Regions from separate parts of the Arachis hypogaea genome. Here region 1 is linked to region 2. The links are chromatin contacts, called in public Hi-C maps. All regions are on one chromosome and are shown on one strand. Each heading gives the region's core, a stretch centred on a gene start, on an enhancer-like site or on the middle of the called end of the contact. The rest is flanking DNA. Distances are from core to core; before and after follow the strand shown. Region 1 has its middle 28 kb from the start of LOC112803227. Region 2 holds the start of LOC112800598.

Evidence for each region. Hi-C and Micro-C count contacts between places; a contact is called where the count stands out from the background.
Region 1: a contact with region 2 is called in a Hi-C map of an unstated tissue, with 2.5 times the contacts expected there. The contact joins the enhancer-like site here to the promoter of LOC112800598 in region 2. A contact is called at or near these places in 2 of 8 Hi-C or Micro-C datasets (leaf and an unstated tissue).

Annotation. Positions count from the first base shown.
Region 1 is chr5:8,724,635-8,731,222 of arahy.Tifrunner.gnm2.J5K5, reverse strand. No RefSeq gene overlaps it. Among protein-coding and RNA genes, the nearest start is that of LOC112803227, 28 kb to the left of the region's middle. Within about 2 kb of position 1,467, at least 2 of the 3 cell types and tissues checked have open chromatin away from gene starts, as enhancers often do.
Region 2 is chr5:8,646,962-8,654,227 of arahy.Tifrunner.gnm2.J5K5, reverse strand. It overlaps LOC112800598, which reads right to left and starts at 3,154. Exons shown (of 6, transcript XM_025842931.3): 1 at 2,653-3,154; 2 at 1,950-2,182; 3 at 1,607-1,865; 4 at 953-1,132; 5 at 725-880; 6 at 40-461. The coding sequence starts at 2,682. The coding sequence ends at 294.

The DNA.
Region 1 (6,588 bases), core at 218-2,717, 79 kb before region 2:
GTTGTTTCAAATAAGTTTTAAATTTAAATTGTCACTTGAATTTGAAGAGAGATATTAGAGTATAATTAGCATCAATTAGATCAATTAGTATTATTTAACATATCTAAATAATTCTAATTAATACTAATTGATTCTAATATATTCTAACAGTCACTACACCAGAGGCTCTCATGGCATAGATCAATTCCACAATTTCTACCTTTGAGTATACATGCATCACTGCAACCCTCAACGGGTCCATGAGCTTCACTGCGGTTCTCGTTAGAGTCGAAGGAGGGAGGATATTGAAAAAGACGGTGCTGAAGTCACCAGGACTGAGAGGAGAAGAAGTTGGTGGTGCGACGAAGGAGTTAATAGGAAAGACGTTGGAAAAGTTTGTTGTCGTCGCCGGCGGTGAAGATAATAAAAGGAGTAGTGCACTTGCGACGGTAGAGAAAAAGAACGAGGAAGTAGAGAGAGGTGGTGGTGATGAGAGGGAGGGAGAAGGATACGGTGGAGACGGTGGTAGTGGTGGTGGTGGTGATGGTGGTGAGGGAGATTTAGTATTAATTTTTAGAAGTCCAACATGAGAAGCGACAGTGAGAGGAACTGACAAGAGTTTGAGAAGCTGACAGTTAATAATGAAAATAAAGGTTGTAATTAAATTGAATAAAATAAAAAGAAAAAGATAAAGAAAATTATGAAAAAATTTCTATCGTAAAAATTATAACAAAAAGATCCCATTAAAATAAAATATTAAGAAAAGGATAGATATGTATTTGACTTTTTAATCCATAGATATTTAAGTTTTTGAGAATTTAAAAATACATTTAAATTTTTGATATTTTAAAAATGTGGACATATCAATCTCTCATGTAGTCATGTTCACTTTGATTTGTTAAATCTAATGAAAAAATTAAATGTGATACCCGTTATACTGATCTGGTTGATACGGGTGCTCACGTAAGAGAGTTTTTAAAATAGGACAAATTAGACCCAGAGATCGATATATCCAAATTTTGAAGAGAAAAAATCAGGAATGAATTTATCAATTTTCCTAAAATATTTTGTTTTAGTCAATCTAACTTACCAATAAGCAAAATCACTTTTGGGCATTTTACCGATACAAATAGATGCGGCTCACTAAATTTGTGCCTCACTATATTAAAGAATGAATCCTCTCTATTTTTTTTTAATAATTAAGGGAGTAAAGTGTAATTTTTTATTATTAATTTTATAAATAGATTAAAAAAATGAAAAAATGTATAATAAAAAATTAAAAATCATATTTTACTCTCTCAATTTTTTTTAACAATTGAGAGGATAATGATATAGGTGGCTTTCACCAAAGGCTTACAACTGAAAACTCTTTCTTGTTGTAGTGTAGATATCCTGTTCTTTTTTTTTTTTTTTCCCTCGAACTGAAGAACTCTTCATTGTTAATAGGCTCAAATTGCCCAAACCAAAGCCACAAAAGGTACGATAATTGAGTGATTGCAATTCATTGGTTAACCCCTTGGACTTTTCTGACTTTATTTTGCTACCTGGGGACAATATGGGTTAAGGCCTAATACTCACGGGTTTTAAAAACTTTTTCACACATGCAATGGGCCGAATAAATAAACCGATGCATATCATGCATCATTTTATCATTTCTCTCAGGAAACTCTGCATATTACTTTCGTTTTCAAAAGATATTTCGTATAGAATAAAGTATATGTTGCGTTAAGAATTGAATATTAACTTGTTATGATAATATAATTGATATTTTATATTTTAACTTATTTTTTATGAGCAATGTAAAAATTTATTAAAAAGCAATCAAGGAACACAATAAAACAATTTATAATTCGTACAATACAACTCATGATTAACAATTATATGTAAAAATTCGATTGTCCTTTATTTGAAAAGTTATTGCACATTGCAATCAAGATAAATAAAAAAGATATTTATATTCAATTAATGACTATCTCCTTGACGGGTGCAATGACTAATACAACAAAATAAAAAAAATAATTCTTCAATTGAAGAAGAGATCGATCAAACTGCTATATATGAAGAAATCAACCATGAAAGAAGCAATAATTCGAAATACAAACACAGCTTTTGCTAATGTAGTTTTATTCCTTGATATTATATGGTTCAATTTTTTTTATTATTTAAAATTAAGTTCATCACATTGAGAGATACACAAAATAAAAAAAGTTAATCCACACAAAAATTATTTATAGTTTTGTTTAAGTGATTGTGTTCGAAAGCATATTGAGTTTAGAGTGTAATTGGTTTCACTTATCTAAGTTAGATTAGCATCTAAAAGTTATTAAGTTTGAATTATTTTAGGTGAATTATAAGAATATTAATGGTAATCAGTAATTAAAAAAATGGGAGATTAAATCTTAACTCTTTTTTGTTGAGTATTTTTTTTGTCTTTTTAGATAATTTCAGGAGACATTTTTATTTTTATTTTTCATAACTAGTTAAGAGACTTTTTCTGTTTGTCTTGTAATCAGTTAGGAGATGTTTTTTAATTTTATCTTCTATGTAACAAAAACAGAAATGGAGTTGAAGAGAGAGAGAGAGAAAGAGAATCACACCCAAAAATATCATAGTTCAGCTACTAGGTGCAATGCAACCTACATCCAATCTCCATCACAACAGTGAAAGAATTTCACTATAATTTGATTACATACACCAATTCTTCCCTAGGAACTACCCATTCCTATCTGAGATAAGTCTAGATTCTATCCCCAAAACTGAACTTGACTTGGACAACTGTCAAACTTTCAATTGCTAAGTGCTAACCTAACTTACAAGGAAATCCCCACAAGATTATGAAACATAACATAGATGTACAAAAGAACTCTTAGACATCTATGGCTTTTTCTTTAATTTTGCTCTCTCTGTCTTTTTCTTCTCACTAGCTTTTTCTTGCAAACCTCACTCTATTTATCTTTTTCACCATGAGACTCAGACAAATAAAATTAAAGAAAAGAAAACTAAATGAAACACATTGAAGGAGAAGAACTTCTGTTAGTTTAGGGTAGCTATGAGAACTCTATGCTTACTCTCCTTGTTTCAACCCTTGGCCGTTCACTCTTATTATAGAAGGGAAAATTTCCAAAGTTGAAACCAGTTCAACCAAGCCATCTTCTTCTTCTTCAATATAAAGGCCAGTTTGGACGGAGAGAAGAGAGAGGGAAAATCGAAAGCAAATCAACATGCATGTACCTCTCTCTCATCTCTTCCTATTAAACTTCATCAATCTGAGCCTTCCATCTTGACTTTGTCTCCAAAAAAGAATTCTGACTCTTGATGAACTCTTGATCCTTGACGACTCCATCTGTTCCATTTTTGCTTCTTCCTCCACGTAGCTACAATAGCTACCTTCTGTCTTGGATGAACAAAAGTGGAAACGAGTTTCACCACAGAGATCTTCGTCTCTGACCGAGATCGATTGCTTCTACTTTTGGCATGAAGATCTTGAAACTTCTTCTTCACATCTTGCCTTTAGTGGAAAAAATCTTAAACACGCCATGCTTTAAATCTTCTTTTCTCAAAGACCATTTTTACCCTTGTCTTTTTCCTTCTTCATAGTTTTTTTGCTTTTCTGATAACTTCTTCTTTCTTTCTTTTTGTATGACATGAATGTATGCAAAGAGAGAGAGGATAGAGAAGAGAGAAAAAGCTTTGGATGCAATGAACGAAATTAAAACAAATTAAATCTCACTTTCATTTCCCTATATACAGTAACGTGTGGAGCAGTAAATGCTATCAAATCACTTTTAATTTATTTATTTTTGTTACTAAGGCAAGTAATTAAATCAATTGAATTTTGAATTCTATTCCACAAGGGGAGTAAGTAACCGAACCAAACATGTTTCAATTCCTTTCTTTCTTCTTCAATTTCGGACCAACAAATTGTTGGATCAAAAGAAATTTGTTTTTGGGCTTCACATTAGTCTTTTGGCCCAATAAATATTTGTTTATGCAAAAAATAATTCAATCATTTTGTTTGAAATTATTTTTACATCAAAATTAAATATTTTCTCATCAAATTAGACTTATGTGACTTTTGACCCAATAAATAAAAATATATACACTCAACAAAATTATTAAACAACTAATTAAAATAAAAAATTAAATTAATAACTTTATAATTAATATTTTTAATAATATTTTAAATTTTTCAAATCCAACAAGTATAAATCTTTTAAAATTTATATTTGTAATTTTTTTATTATAGTAAAAATGCTATCATTATTTATAATAGAGACCGAATGTAGTCATAATATTATATTTCGTAATCAAACAAAGACATATGACAATGTCATATATTTTCTATTTCGAGGCAAAACAAAAAGTAAACTAATCTCCTATTTTGCGGGTTTTATACAATCATTTTTTTAATTTTTGAAAGTAAGTTTTTTATTCGAATTTTTTTTTCAATTCACTTAAAAATTTTAATTTTAGTATATTTTTATTCTTAATTATTTTTAAAAATTTGAAATAAAAAATATAATTTGCCCTAACTAATATACTTATATACATATTGAAGTTCAGTTCACAATTTTATTGTCCTGTGATGTTTTAACGTATTTATTATTACTAGTGTATTAATAGGTACTAATATGATTATTGATTTATTCTTTTATTTGTTAAATGTGCATAAAAATAATAAAGATTGAATTAGTTAAGATGAAAATAATTTATAATTCAACTAATTAAAAAGTCTGGAATTCAAATCTGAAAAATAGATTTTTCTATAAACTATATAATAAAAAATATTTTAAAAAAAATTAATATACCAACCCTTCAGGAACTAATTTGATTAAAAAAATTATTCGAAAACAAAAATGAAAATTATGTGATCTTTTAGGGACGAATTTAAGTATTAACTCATGGTATATAGATTATGCGACGACGGTTAATAAGTTAAAATAATGAGATGCAAAGTGAACATACATTTGTATGGAAATGCCAATTGTGTACGTACTCCCCTTTGATTCAAAATAACTAGGGTTTTATTTTTTGTTGGTATATTAAAAATAATTTGTATTTAACTATATTAATTTCTAATATATAATAGTCAATCTTTTGACTCACTATTATATATGGATCACAAATTATAAACAGTTCATCGACCTGCCATTAATTTAATTCAATATTATTATTATTATTATTATTATTATTATTATTATTATTATTGGTGTCTAGTCATGTTATTAGTAGTATCACCATCAGCATCTTCGAATATCCCCTTCCTAATTCTTTTTTCAGTAAAAATGAGACAAAGGAGAAAGGAAAAAGTTAAAAAGTATATCTTCCTAACTAATATAAAACAATAAAGCCGTCAATACCATCAACATATTCTGAGTGCTACAAGAATCTTGTAAAGTGATCAGTAATATTCAAATTTAATTTGTATCGAGATATTGATATTGCTAGTTAAGTATAGTACGACGAATAAAAGTAAAAAATAATATTAAAAAAATAGTTCAAGTATAGTCTCCTTTATGGCCGTACATAGCGCATGCTGCTGCAAGTTGCAAATAAAATTGTAATTATTTTTCTCTTCTTCGGTAAACTAAAAAATTAATAGTTTTTATAAGTTGAAGTCACGAGTGTGTCGTTAATAAGCTACATACAAGTTACAACCAAACCTAGCTAATAACATAAACAAAAATACTGTTTCGGCCACTAAAATCAGTCACTAATATATTTATATATAAATACATATATAATTTAATTTATTTTTAATATGTATTTATATTCTATCATGTATTTTATACTTGTAGCTGATTTTAATATACATGGAGCATAATCCTAATAGAAAATATTTTCTATTTGAAGAAACCTATAAAAGTGAAAACAGCTAGCCAAGCACTTTGGAGAGCCGTCTTTTGATCATTCACATGTGAGGTTGGATTTTACAGGTGTTAGGTTTATGCTTAAACTATATCAGTAACCGCCATTAGAGAGGGAAAATTTATTTAAGGGCATCTACCCCAACTTGTACTACATTTTGTGGCCTCTCATGTCTCATCCTCAAAATGTGTAACTGCTTCATTCTTCAATTAGTGGATTCATCACTGGCACTAATTTGCCTCTCATCATGTTCATCGGACATAATTTATTTCTCCTCAACCTAACTTGATTTCGTTCATTAATTTATTTCCATCTAAGAAAATAGACTCTCTGCAACGATTTACTATAATTTATATGCAAATGATAAAGCTAAGATTTATAGTTTTCTAAAAGAATGCGTAGAGAAAATTAATTTTAATTAATTAATATTTAGTAATTTTTTATTATAATTTTTTAAAATTTAGGATTTGACATTATCAAGATTTAGAGTTTAAAATTTAAAATTAAAATTTATAATAATTTAAAATTTAAAAAAATTAACATTTTAATTAAATTCTTTGTCAAAACAAAAGTACGATTTATGTATAAATATATGTATTATTTAATTTATTTTTAATATGTATTTTATATTTTAACATATTTTGTAATATATTTTATGAGATAATATTCAATTTAGTCCTTCAATTGATACGTAAACCTCAATTTAGTTCTTAAAATTTCATTCGCATCTATTTAATCTTT
Region 2 (7,266 bases), core at 1,905-4,404:
TAGCCCAAAGTGAGAAAGCAAAGATCATAAAAGCTGATATTGAGTAAAAGCAAATGCTCTTGTTTAGTTAAAATAATTAAGTGGTAATGGCATATACATGTTTCACTCAGCAAGGGGGTTATGAACAATCAACAGTGTTGACTTGATCAGGAGGTAGTGACACAGAAGGCAACAGAACACAGTTTGGAGTGTTCTAAGCCAAAATCAAAACTCTAGAACAAGATTTTTCCTGGGGGCAAAAAGATCAGTGAAGTTGGTATTTACACCTTTGGAGCAGTTAGAGGAGATTACCACTAGTAGTCAGCTTCGAGGAAACTCTCGTATGCGGTTCCTCGCAGTGTCTTGTTAACCTCATCCCAGTTTTGAATGTGGTCTGACAATGGCCCCTTGTGTATCTTAACCTGACGGCTCGATAACTCCATCGGAGGCAATCCTAGAAACTCTTGCACATCTTTTAGCTTCTGCTAGAACAGAACCAGTAAATCCTATGTAAGGCATTGTAAAGTAATATTGAAGAAGGAATAAGACGGTTACTCTTGACTTTACCCTTAACATAGAGACCAGGAAGACTCTGAGAACTTGGTAAAACAATGTGGTACAAAAAGTTCATATTCTTCATATTTATATTTGACACATTTGCAGCTAAACTCAATTCTAGTAACAGCGATAAATTAATTTACGGTTTTGATAAGCAAAAGTATTGAGTTCGTGGTGAGATCCTTACAGTGCGATTTCTCATGAGATCCTCATAGTACAATATCATATGCCGAGTGCTGTTGAAGTATTCTAAAGCGTTTGTGGCTCTCTTCTCCATGTCCTTTAAGTCATCCAGCAATGATGTAGAGTTTATGGTAGGCTTGTACCTTGAAAGAATATCAGCCTAAAATAAATGCGGATATGAGTGTCATTTCATTTATGTAACAGAAATCATGGGAAAGGAAGAAGGAGATACCTCTTCTGGAGAGTGTACATGAGATTTATGAGTTCCATTCAAAAGCTTAGCATAACGGTCATATGAATTGGCATGCATCGATACCATCCTTCGTAGTAAGTTTCTCCGGAAAAGAAATATGACCGAAACACTTCTTCTATTGAAGTATTCCACTACTTCCTTATGGTGCTCCATTACTCCCTGCACAGAACCAGACCGTGCCATGCCGTCAATGGTTTAACTCAAATCCTCCTCATCCAAATTCCAAAATAAAAGAAAGGCTGATAAATTACAGTGCAGCCTAAGCCCATTGCAGAACTACAGTATGGTGTAATTTTTTCTTCTTGTTGGATCATATATAATAAGAACGCAATTCTTGCTTGTAATTTAATTTGCAGCCAATTAGTCAATGATGCAGAATATATTTAATGATTGATATGTCATGTCGGAACTGAATCCGGGCGTCAGTAATGAGTGACTATTGAAATGTTTCATGAGAAGTATATAGAATCTTCCAGGCCAATATATCTAAGAACCTCATAGTTTACACAACAGCACAAAATTGAAGCAAAGTCTTATAACAGTTCGTTCAGCGTAACAAGCCAGAAATTCCATAAGCCATTGACCAACATTAACAACAATCAATGTGTGACTATTTTGGGAACAAACATGTACCTGATTAAGCATCCACTTTAATCCGGTTGCAGCAGAACATTCATTCTTGGAAGCACTATTGAACCAGTCTAAATTGTAAACTCTATCCAACGTCTGTATAATAGAAGAAGCATTTTGCCTTCTCTCTTTAGCAGAAAAGACTTCCCCATTTGAGCTTACATTAATGTGACTATTTAAAAGGGTCTCAAACCACCCGCTGCCTGATCTCTGATTCGACAATATGGCAAAGAATAGTACAGGATTATGAGAACACTCATTCCTGGAAACGAACTAGGTGATTAATAAACCAAACTCGAAAATCAACTGATAACGATTTAACAGTTTAACAGAAAGTTCCTATTACCTGTTAAATGATACAGGTTTGGGATAATGTAAGTACGAAATGTTGATTAGCCTCATTCTGCTCTGATAAGGCTTCTCAACTACATTGAACTCCACAAAGTTGGTCCTTGCTTGGGTGCTTATCTGCTTTAGACATACCGAGAAGATAAAAATGCCACAAACCACGGAAAACACCAAGACTGCCATCCTTAATAGCGTTGGTGATTTCATTGGAGGCTTTATAACAAGAATGTCCTGCAATGGGGACAAGTTCCATTCCTAGTAAGGGCATCAAATAGGTAAAACGGTGGAACCTACCCTTTTGCAATCCCCAAACCCCACTCTCCAAATCCCAGAATAAGAAAAAATATAAACATTGGAGATTATCAAATCGGAACTGAATCTAGTACTAAATATCCAGATTTCAAAAGCCTCAGCAGAATATAGACAAACTTCCTATATAAACATACATAATGAAGAATTAGGAAGCCCACAATATTCAGATAGAAACACGCAAAGGATTCAACTTTAATCCAATAAAAGTATGACTTAATTCTTCCCCGAACTAAAAATGGAACCCGCTTTCACCATCTCTTCCCCAAGTTGATCGAGTCGAAAAAGCACCCAAATTTAAGCATAAAGAATCGAAGTTAAATAGGAAAGAAAAAGAGCAGCACATTGTTAGTGAGAGTAAAAATAGAAGGTGGAAGTAGTGAAGATGGTACCTTGTGGAAGAAACACACGTCTTCTACCATTTCTGTAGGTGAAGAAGAGAGAAGAGTGAAAGGGTTCAGCTTTGGGACTTGTTTGCCAGAGAGAGGTAAAACCCAGATGGCATTCAAGGCCCTCAAGCCAAACCCCAATCTAATCCCAATCTTAATCCAATCCTCACCGCCAAGTACCAACACAGCTACAAGCCAACACCAACAACAACAACCACCAAGGTACCCTTTTCCCTATGCTGGGTTCTCTCTCTCTCTCAGATTATTATTACTAAGCAAAATGATGATACAAGTGTTATTATTGTTAGTGTTGTTTTAAGTTTTAAAAATGGAAACAAAATTGCCGCGTGTAACGGCGGTGGCGTAATGCAATTAAATGGAGAGAGAAAGTGAGCGGGGAGACCCACCAAGCTAAAAAGACCGGAGAGAGAGAGAGAGAGAGAGAGGAAAAAAAGGAGCTAACTTTGGAATTCGTTTCTTTCTTCACTTTGGTTTCATCATCAATAACCATCATGTTGTTGTTCTAAGTATATTATTCATTAAACTAAGTTCAATTTGAATTAATTACCAAAAAAAAAATCAGAAATGACTAAGGATTAACGAGTCAAACAAGAAATAAGGATTAGTATCCGAGTAATGGAAGTAGAAATGGATCTCTCCAATCTTTTAACACTTGAGGAAATAAAATTTGATTTTTTATTATTAATTTTATAAATAGAATCAAAATTAAATATGAGAGGAAATAATAAAAAATAAAAAATTATAGTTAACACTATCTAATTTTTTTTTTATTAAAAAATATTCACTTTTATGCAACTAAAAAATTATAAATACTAAATAAAAATATATTTAATAACATTTTTATTTATAAGAGAATATATATTATTTCTTTTAATTAATTGATACAATTAATTTTTTTGTAATTATTTTTTTATTTAATTACATCACGAATCAATTCAAATTTATGTAAATCAAATTTTAAAAATCTCTCTTTCATTATATACACAATTATACCATCTTTATTTCAATTAAAAGTCTTTAGGTCCAGTTTAGATAAAATACTTAATTAAATTTTTTTAAAAAAATAGCTTAAATAATAAATAACTATATTAAAAGTAGTTTATAAATAAGTTATTTTGTGTTTGAGTTTTTAGTTCTAAAAGTAATTATTTTATAAAAATATGATAAAAAATAATAATACTACGAGAGAAGTCATTTTTTTAACTTCTCTATAAGTTCCTAAATAACTTCTTAAAAAACTGCTATTTAATTTTAAAAATTACACCAAACATTAATACTACAACTTTTCACAAGTCAAAAGCTCAAAAAAATTATTTTTAAAACTTCCCAAACAAACCCTTAATCCTTTATCATTAACCCTAAAATTTTTTCAAATCATCACATCACATTTTATATAAAAAAAGATCAAAAGTTCAAATTCAATTAGTCTTAATTTATTAAAAATAAAAAATTAAAAAAATATTAGTTTAGGACGACCTGCAAAATAAAAAATTACAATTCATTAATTATGATGTTATCCATATCAAATTATAAATGTTAAAATAGAAATATTTTAACAACTTCTATTATATAAATATATTTTTACATATAGATTATACATTATAAATTAAAAAATAAAAATAAAATATAAAAAAAATCATGAAATAAATTTTTAAATATAATTATTAACTAAACAGATTAAAATCAATAAATAACCATATATATGAATATCAAATAAAAGATATTAAAATAATTTGAAAAATACATACTTTGAGAATGGATAATATTAATTATAAAAATTTGTTAATTATAGATATTATGTAAATAAAATTATGGATGTTATTTGTGTGAAATTATAAATGTATGTGTGTAAAATTATATAGATATTAAATTAATAATATTTTTACAAATTTTATTATACAACTTATATTTTTGATCAACTGTTATAAAACAAAAAATAAAATATAAAAATTATGAAACAAAACTTTAAATAATACAAAAAATGCTAAACTGATTGATATTTGACAAAAGTTGGAATACAAAATATAAAATTAAGAATATAAACTAATAAATTAAAAAAAATTATAACACGAAAAAAGAATAAGTACATGCGCAATATAGTTGAATGTGAAATCAAAAAAAAAAGTGTGTTGTATTATTTTAGAATTTTAAGGTTGAGAACACTGTATAACTCATTTTCTAAAAATAAGCATATATGTAAATAATTAAAAAATATAAAATATATATTTTTGATATATTAATACAAATTAAATATTATACATGAATACATCATGAGAGAAATAAATGTATAATACTTTTCCTATATGATATATGTTATTAATGCAATTAATGTCAATTATATATGTATGCGCGGGACGTGTATCATTGTGAATATATTATATTGATATAAATAAAACTAAAATAAAAAATATTTGGCAGTTTTGAGCTGAAAATTCTTGTTTTCCAGACATTTTTATGAATATACATAATGAAATGAAATTGGGTGAGGACTTTGGAGAAAATTTCCTCCAACAAGCATATAGATAGATATTGCAGAATGTCACATTCAAAGGTAATTGGTCTACACTTTAGAAAAAATAAAATGTGGCTGAACATTCAAAGCATAAGACACACACGCGCACACACACACACACATATATATATATATATATATATATATATATATATATATATATATATATATATATATATATATATGTGTGTGTGTATGCTAGACAAGGACATGATACGCATACGCGAATTCAATAATGGGATCGTTGACAATACATTTAGAACTTACAAGAGATCGTGTCAACGTTGTAAATGCCACAGGAAACTAGTATTCATTAAATAGATTTAGAGAAGGTTTGGTTAAATTAGTTATAACGATGATCGCGTTAATAGACTAATAGTAATAGTTTGCACAAATTGGTTGCTATTTTTAAAGGTTATAATATTTAATTTGATCTCTATACGAAATTTAATTTAATCTTTAAAGTTTTAGTTTTTTTATTTAATTTTCAAACTTTACGAATATCATTTATGTTAGTTTTTTAAATAATTTTTAACGTATAAATATTAATGAAACGTTATCATGGACAGTCAGATGTCATGTTAAATTCTGTAAAATAATATTATTTTGATTTTAACACTTAAATAATCCAAAATCAACATCATAAGTGGTATTTATTAAAATTTTACCTAATAAAATTAGTGATATAATGTCGTTTTTGGACTATTTAAATGTCAAAACTAAAATTGCATCATTTTATAAGTTTCAATATGGCAAATTATCTATATTAATGCTCCATTTAGGTTGTACTCAAAATCATCTCAAAGACCATGTAAGGCATGTTTATAAAGTTTAGAAATTAAATAAAGGCAATTAAAATTTTAGAAACTAAATTGAGGCTGGCGTGTAAATTCAGACAATAAATTGAATATTAACTTATTTTGAGTATTTTTTTCAACACAGTAGATCCTAAAAAAAATTTCTTGAATATGATGAACGCCGGACACTCGCTCACACACTGAAAAGATCCGAGCTCTAAACCCACCCGACCAAATTATCCTGAATTTAAACTACCTCTCCCTTTTAACATTCATCTCTCATCTAACACACTGAATTAGAAGAAGCTAATTCCCCAAAACTAACATCTTAAAAGATGAAAGATGTTGTCACTGTAGCGATGACCAAGCTTGCGCCTGCATTCCGGCGGATGGAAGACGGAGATCGCATCATTTCAACGCTAATGAAAGGTATGTTTATGTGAAGTGCTACTTCGTTTTACTGTTTCAAAATTGTTGGAAGCGACTTGTGCTGTTACAGCTCCGATATCATCAATGTTTAAAATGGTTGTTGAGCCTAGTTTGATTTTGGGTTGATTAATGATGACAAACATTCAGTTGGGTTGAAAGTCCAATATTGTCTAATGTGTGTCTTATTGTGGCAGGCCCATTAAGTTTCTCACAACCAAACAATGTTGCTTGTTTATTCCTTTGAGGTTCCAAATAAATGCAGGAACCCAATACCTCATCCTTGTTGCAAAAAGAAAAGGAAGAAAAGGACATCTGTCAACATCAAGGATAGTTGGGGCTCTAGCAAAGCAACAAGACACAAGGACCCCCACTAACCCAAGGACATCAGCAATGCACTGCTGTGGATAGTGGTTGTGCAAAACACAAGCTTGCAAAGAGCAGTAGCTGCAAGAAAATGGAGCAGAATACAAAAGAAGAAGCATGTCAAGGAAGAAAGCAAAGAAAAGACCACAGAGGTGGTGGACGAACTCCTCGGACAGCAGAGGTAGTGGAACAAAATGAAAAAAGGACTGCATGTCAGGAAGGACAACTCAAACGAGCAGCTGGTACAAGAAAATGGAAGAGGCAACAATGAAGCAAATCTGAAGATATATAACAAGCTTCATTCCATCTTCAAAAAAAAATAAGAAAGAGAGCACACACACTCAGAGCACCATCTCTCACACTGAGCTGGAATCTCTTTTTTCTACTCAAGCTTAATTCTGATCTTTGTGTTATGGATGTCTTGCGTTATTTTCTGTTTTGAGAAAAGGCAATTATGTGAGGTTTAAAAGCCAAGAGAGAAAAGGCAAGAGTGAT